2 separate regions of the Triticum aestivum genome follow, and region 1 is linked to region 2. A link is a contact called in public Hi-C data. All regions are on one chromosome and are shown on one strand. Each heading gives the region's core, a stretch centred on a gene start, on an enhancer-like site or on the middle of the called end of the contact. The rest is flanking DNA. Distances are from core to core; before and after follow the strand shown.

Region 1 (2,700 bases), core at 91-2,590, 780 kb before region 2:
ACTCTTATCTGCATCATAGAGAATATCGTTAATATCTCCCATACATAAGATAGGCTTGCCTTGATTATCATTGACAAATGAGGTAATCCGGTCCCAGATCTGACAAGTTTCACGATGATACAGATCACCATAAATACAAACTAACGCAAAAGTTATGTTAGAGGCTATATTAAGAACAGATGCAAGGATGACATGGAAATCAACATACTGAACTTGAACTTTAACCTCATCAGTCCACATCAACCAAAGACCTCCGGATCTTCCTTTAGATGGCACAACTATACTGTCTACTATGTCAAACCGGTTGATAAGATCAACAGTGTTAATTTTAGATGATTTTATCTCAGACACAAAAGTTACCTGAGCACTCGTTGATCTCATCAAATTGGCCAGGTATGTCATCTTTTCACTACCTAGGCCATTTCCTTTGCCTCGGCAATTCCAGGCAATAAGCTTCATAATCTCCTCTGTAGGCAAATTGAGATTACACTGGCACAAGCACGCACTTAACAAACTTCAGAAAGGATCAGAGTGCAGCAGTAAAAAAAAAGATAAGGTAGCAGCCTGTGCTTTTATAGCAGTGAGGGTCAGGAAGCTAATTAGTTGCAGGCACTCAGATGGGTGTAGCGAAGACGAGATCCTAAGAACAAGGGAGCAGGTGTCGCGCTTACGAAGAACTAGGCAGACAGGGGAGGCGAGGCTATGGTGACAACCCAGTCCAGAAACAAAATTAGATCCAATTAGAGCAACTACTAGGTGCTACGCGAGCTCAGATCTGAGCGGAATCGAGAGAAGAGAATAGGAAAAATCCCTCCAACTGGATCTGAGCGAGATTGATTAGAGCAAAGGGGATTTCTGTGATGTGAGAGAATCGAGTGGATGTGGCTGGGGATATTAGAGTTGGAGATGGAGATCAGTAATGGAGGAATCAAAAGGCAAGATCGGGATGAACAAGAATGGCATGTCGCCAATCTCCGGCAAATCGCCAAGTCGCCACTTAGGCAGTCTCCAGAAAGATCTCACCGGGTTTGTCCAGTCCAACTCTATCGGGCTGGCCATCCGGATCAAGCCTGATCGATCCCCTCGCAAAGCTTGTCACGGGCCCTCGTCCTCGCATGGCCCCACACACCGCCCATCCTCTTCCTCGCTATCTCTTGCTCCTTTTCAATCGCCATTCTCTCAACCCTCGTAAATTCAACGTCGTGCACTTTGTTGGGTGCCTGACAAAACAAACACCGCCACAGCCGCCTGCACCACCGCGTGTGCGTCAAGGGACGACCTTGGGCTGTCTGAGTACTTGTTAGAGTATATCTCCGTGTATATTTGATGTATAGGAATATCTGAACCTACCTGATTTGGTATGATTTGGTTGAGATTTTCCTTGGCCTTCAAGGCATGTAACCTGCATGTATTCCTATATATATCTAACACGAAGGCCGCCCCAGATGTGACGTATTTTGCCTAATCTCTCTTGTTCATTTGGTATCAGATTTTTTTTTCGTGAATACGTAATGCGTATCATTCATTAAAAAAGGGGAGAGTGTTGTTACAAGGAATTGGGGTAGGAGCACTAGGGCACTACGTACACAAGTGGAATGGCGAAGATCCTAGTCCGAGCATGAGAGAAAATGGGTATGCTCAGCCCCAAGCAGTCCGCGGTGGCTACGGTGTGATGGTGGCGAGACCGGTGGCCCCCGCCTTGGCCCAGGAACATGCTTCCTCCTTGATGTCATGTAGAAGCCGAGAGGTGGAAGGGTGGTGCCGTCGAAGACACAAGAATTCCGGTGCTTCCAGATGAGCCAGTCTACCAGGAGTATGAGCGAGGCGATCCCTTTCTGGTGTGTCGCCGGTGCTCTAGATGTCATGGCATGCCACTAGCCCAAAAAGCACACATTGGGCGCCGAAGCTAGTGCCTGGGGGTAGCACCATCTGAAGCAGTCATGCCACACCTGGCACGAGAATGGGCAGACGACTAGGAGGTGCTCCATGGTCTCGGCTTCCTAACCGCGGAATAGACACATGGCATGGTGCGGGAGATCATGCCGAGCTAGACGAGCAGCGGTCCAACATCTGTCTTGGAGCGCTAGCCAGGCGAAGAACTTGACATGGAGGGGCGCCCAGCTCCGCCATGCGAGTTGCCAGTGTGGCGCGCGTATAGACCCAGCTATACCTGGCCATAGGCCGGGCCGGGCCGGGCCTTAAAAAGCCCACAGCAAAAAACTGAGGCCCAGGCCCTCCCAAGCCCTACCATCGGGCCTACTTTTCAAGCCCAAGCCCGACCCATCTTGTAAAAAGCCCTAAAAAGCCCTTAGGGCTTAGGGACATGGCCGGGCCTCTTCCTTAAATTGCTAATATGCCAAGCCCAAGCCCGTCCAGGCCTTGCTGGTGGGCTCAAAACTCAGGCCCAAGCCCGGCCCACGGGCAAGCCCATCGGGCCTAGGCCTTGGATTTTAGGGCCGGGCCTGGGTGGGCCGACAGGGTCGGGCCAGAGATGGACAGGACTAGACCCGGCGAAGAGGGCCGAGTAGCATGATTTTGTGGAGTAGGTCCCGCTCTTAGTCCAACGCCTGCGGAGGCGGTCTGGCTGATCCGAGAGGGTGATGTGCTGAAGGTGGCGCACATATTCCACCATGGCCCGCGGCGTCAGAGCTTCCTGGATGTGCCTGATCCAAGCGCGATTGGCGAGCCCCTCGGCCACAG
Region 2 (2,700 bases), core at 108-2,607:
AATTAGACTGGATGGAGAGATGCACATCATGAATGCATGTACCCGTAAATTCAGTTGGGGAATGACAAGTTCCGCAGACACCTGTCATAAACTCATCATGCAATCCAGCCATTTTTCTTTCTGATTTATTTGCCTTGAAAAATTGTAATGGTTGATTCTCTATTTCTAAGTCGGTTTTTTGTGTGTGGATTTTTTTTACAGCCGCGTTGGTTATTATGAGATGGACGTGGTATTACCGAAATATGGCAGGGTATGAGGGCGCGTGTGCGCGTCGCGTCTTCCTTTCTGATTTGTCTATTTGATCAAACACATGTCCTCTCCCCTTGTATTGAGTGGTGGTTGGTCAGTGTATGGATAGAGGGTTGGGATTGATTTGATACGTGCATGTGTGTCTTCCAGTGTTTTCTCGGCGGCGGATTAGTACAGATGATTACAGTTTTCCCTTTTTTTTAGATTGTTTCTTATCTTCCTCTTAATTTATGGGTCGAATCTTCTCTGGTATATTCCCTGGAATACTCAAGATGCATATCTCAATCACACTGTCCCCCGCCCCCATCGACTAAGAATAACTCCAATAAATTTAACCAAGCCTATAGAACTGTCTGACTTAGTATCATGAAAATGATGATATTTTTATTCTTGTAATGTGGTATATGTACTTCACCGAATAAATCTATGTTCTGTTTCACTAGACATGATTTATCCATTAGTGCAGTTTTTACATCTCCATATCATGCATTCCATCGTTGTTGTCTTCCAAAGAACAGTACTTTTATATTTACATCACACCAATCTTCTACACTAGAAAAATCCGCTCGCAAGTTTAACTCTCTACAAAAAATACAGTCATTTTTGGTACTCCCTAAAAAAATTGTACTTCCATTACGTTCTTATGACACACTAAAGAACAGGAAACTGGGTTGTATTTTTTCCCAAATTACACAATACCATTCCTATTAAAACATTTCAACCTTTCTAGCCAACATCTTTACTTACAATTTATAGTCTACGTAATATTTTAGGCTTGAACCTCTTTTCGGCCCATCTGAAAAAATAAACACCAAATATTTCAAAAGACATGTGCACATTCTACAGTGAAAATACACAAAAACCAAGCCAAAAAATAGCACATACACACGTGTCGTATCGACGGGGGCGGCATGCCGCCGCGCGGGTATGGCTAGTAGGTTTACTTTTTTTTTGAGAGCAAGGATAGTTCTTTTTTTTTTGAGAACTAGCAAGGCTAGTTTTTTTTTTGAGAACTAGCAAGGCTAGTAGGTTTACTAGAAGAAGAAGCAGCAGCAGCCGCCGCCTCGTATTGGGCCGAGGCTTCGAGTTTTTCCCCTTTTGCAACGAACGCCTTTTTAGTTGGGCTCTTGAAGCTTTGCGGTCTCTGGGGTTTTCTCTGTTGGTAGGCCGGACCCAGTACTTTTCTCCATCGTGCCGCCAGTCCACTCGCCGCCGCCGTCCCCCTCTCGCTCCCTCTCCCTTTGTCGCGCCGCCGCCACCTCTCTTGTCTCGCCTGTTGCTACCTCAAGATGTGGGGCGGCGACGACGGAGGGACTCCGGAGGTCACCCTGGAGACCTCCATGGGATCCTTCACCGTCGAGGTACGGGAAGCCGGAAATTTCTCCTCCCTTCTTCTTCGCGTTGCTGGTGCTGACAGTTGGGTCGATTTTGTTGCTACGTGCTCCAACCCGGCAGATGTACCACAAGCACGCGCCCAAGACCTGCAGGAACTTCGTCGAGCTCGCGCGCCGCAAATACTACGACAACGTCGTCTTCCACCGCATCATCAAGGTCCGTAGTCACTTTCCCTCCATGCTCCCTTCTCGTCTGGCACGCAGGTTCTCTACGCCTGCTCCATTGGGCGAGCGGTGTTCCTTATCCGGTGGTGTTGATGCAGGATTTCATCGTGCAAGGTGGGGATCCTAGTGGAACAGGCAGGGGCGGCGAATCCATCTACGGGTGAGTACCAAATCCATTCCATCTTAAAATAGCTTTGTCTTTCTTCTCGGGTCGAGGTTATTCAAGTGTCACTCTAGGCTAGAGGAAGCTCGTTAATGCTGTTTACCGTTTAATCTGGATAAGTGTTAAGGCTGTGTTACAAATTAGCAATTGTGTAGCAATATCTCGGTTGCTGTTATATATAGCATTGTTTTTGGCCTGCCGGAATTTGTTGCTTGGCAAGAAGCTAAATATGTGTATTGTTCATCAGCCATAGGTTGGCAGTGTGAGGGTTGATTCGTTGTTGTTTGGATCCTAAGGTTGGTATATGGACATTGTTGCTTCCTTTGCAGAGCAAAATTTGAGGACGAGATAAAGCCAGAGCTGAAGCACACCGGGGCTGGGATTCTATCAATGGCAAACGCTGGTCCGAATACAAACGGAAGCCAGTTCTTCATCACTCTTGCACCTTGTCAATCACTGGATGGTGAGACTAGCATTTCAAAACTCCACCCTATGTTGTTGTTCTTGCCTGTTTGCTTTATTGGACCAGGGTTTGGGTTTTCCCCATGCCCCTCGAATTCGTTCCACACACATGGATTCGTCGATAGCTTTTTTCTGGTTCAACTGGAAACTTGGCAATGATAAGTGCCACTCGTCAGGTGCGTGGCACTCCGGCGCTGACGTTTTTCAATGGCAATTCCAGTCACACAAGGATGGCAAATTCCAGTGACACACGGCAAGTTTCTGTTA

What was found. Hi-C and Micro-C count contacts between places; a contact is called where the count stands out from the background.
Region 1: a Hi-C map of leaf shows a contact between it and region 2, with 5 times the contacts expected there. The contact joins the promoter of LOC123157788 here to the promoter of LOC123160267 in region 2. A contact is called at or near these places in 3 of 5 Hi-C or Micro-C datasets (all in leaf).

Annotation. Positions count from the first base shown.
Region 1 is chr7B:286,160,420-286,163,119 of IWGSC CS RefSeq v2.1, reverse strand. LOC123157788 reads right to left here and starts at 1,340. Exons shown (of 2, transcript XM_044575989.1): 1 at 1-1,340.
Region 2 is chr7B:285,379,108-285,381,807 of IWGSC CS RefSeq v2.1, reverse strand. It overlaps LOC123160267 (peptidyl-prolyl cis-trans isomerase CYP18-2), which reads left to right and starts at 1,357. Exons shown (of 6, transcript XM_044578070.1): 1 at 1,357-1,610; 2 at 1,705-1,800; 3 at 1,907-1,968; 4 at 2,301-2,434. The coding sequence starts at 1,539.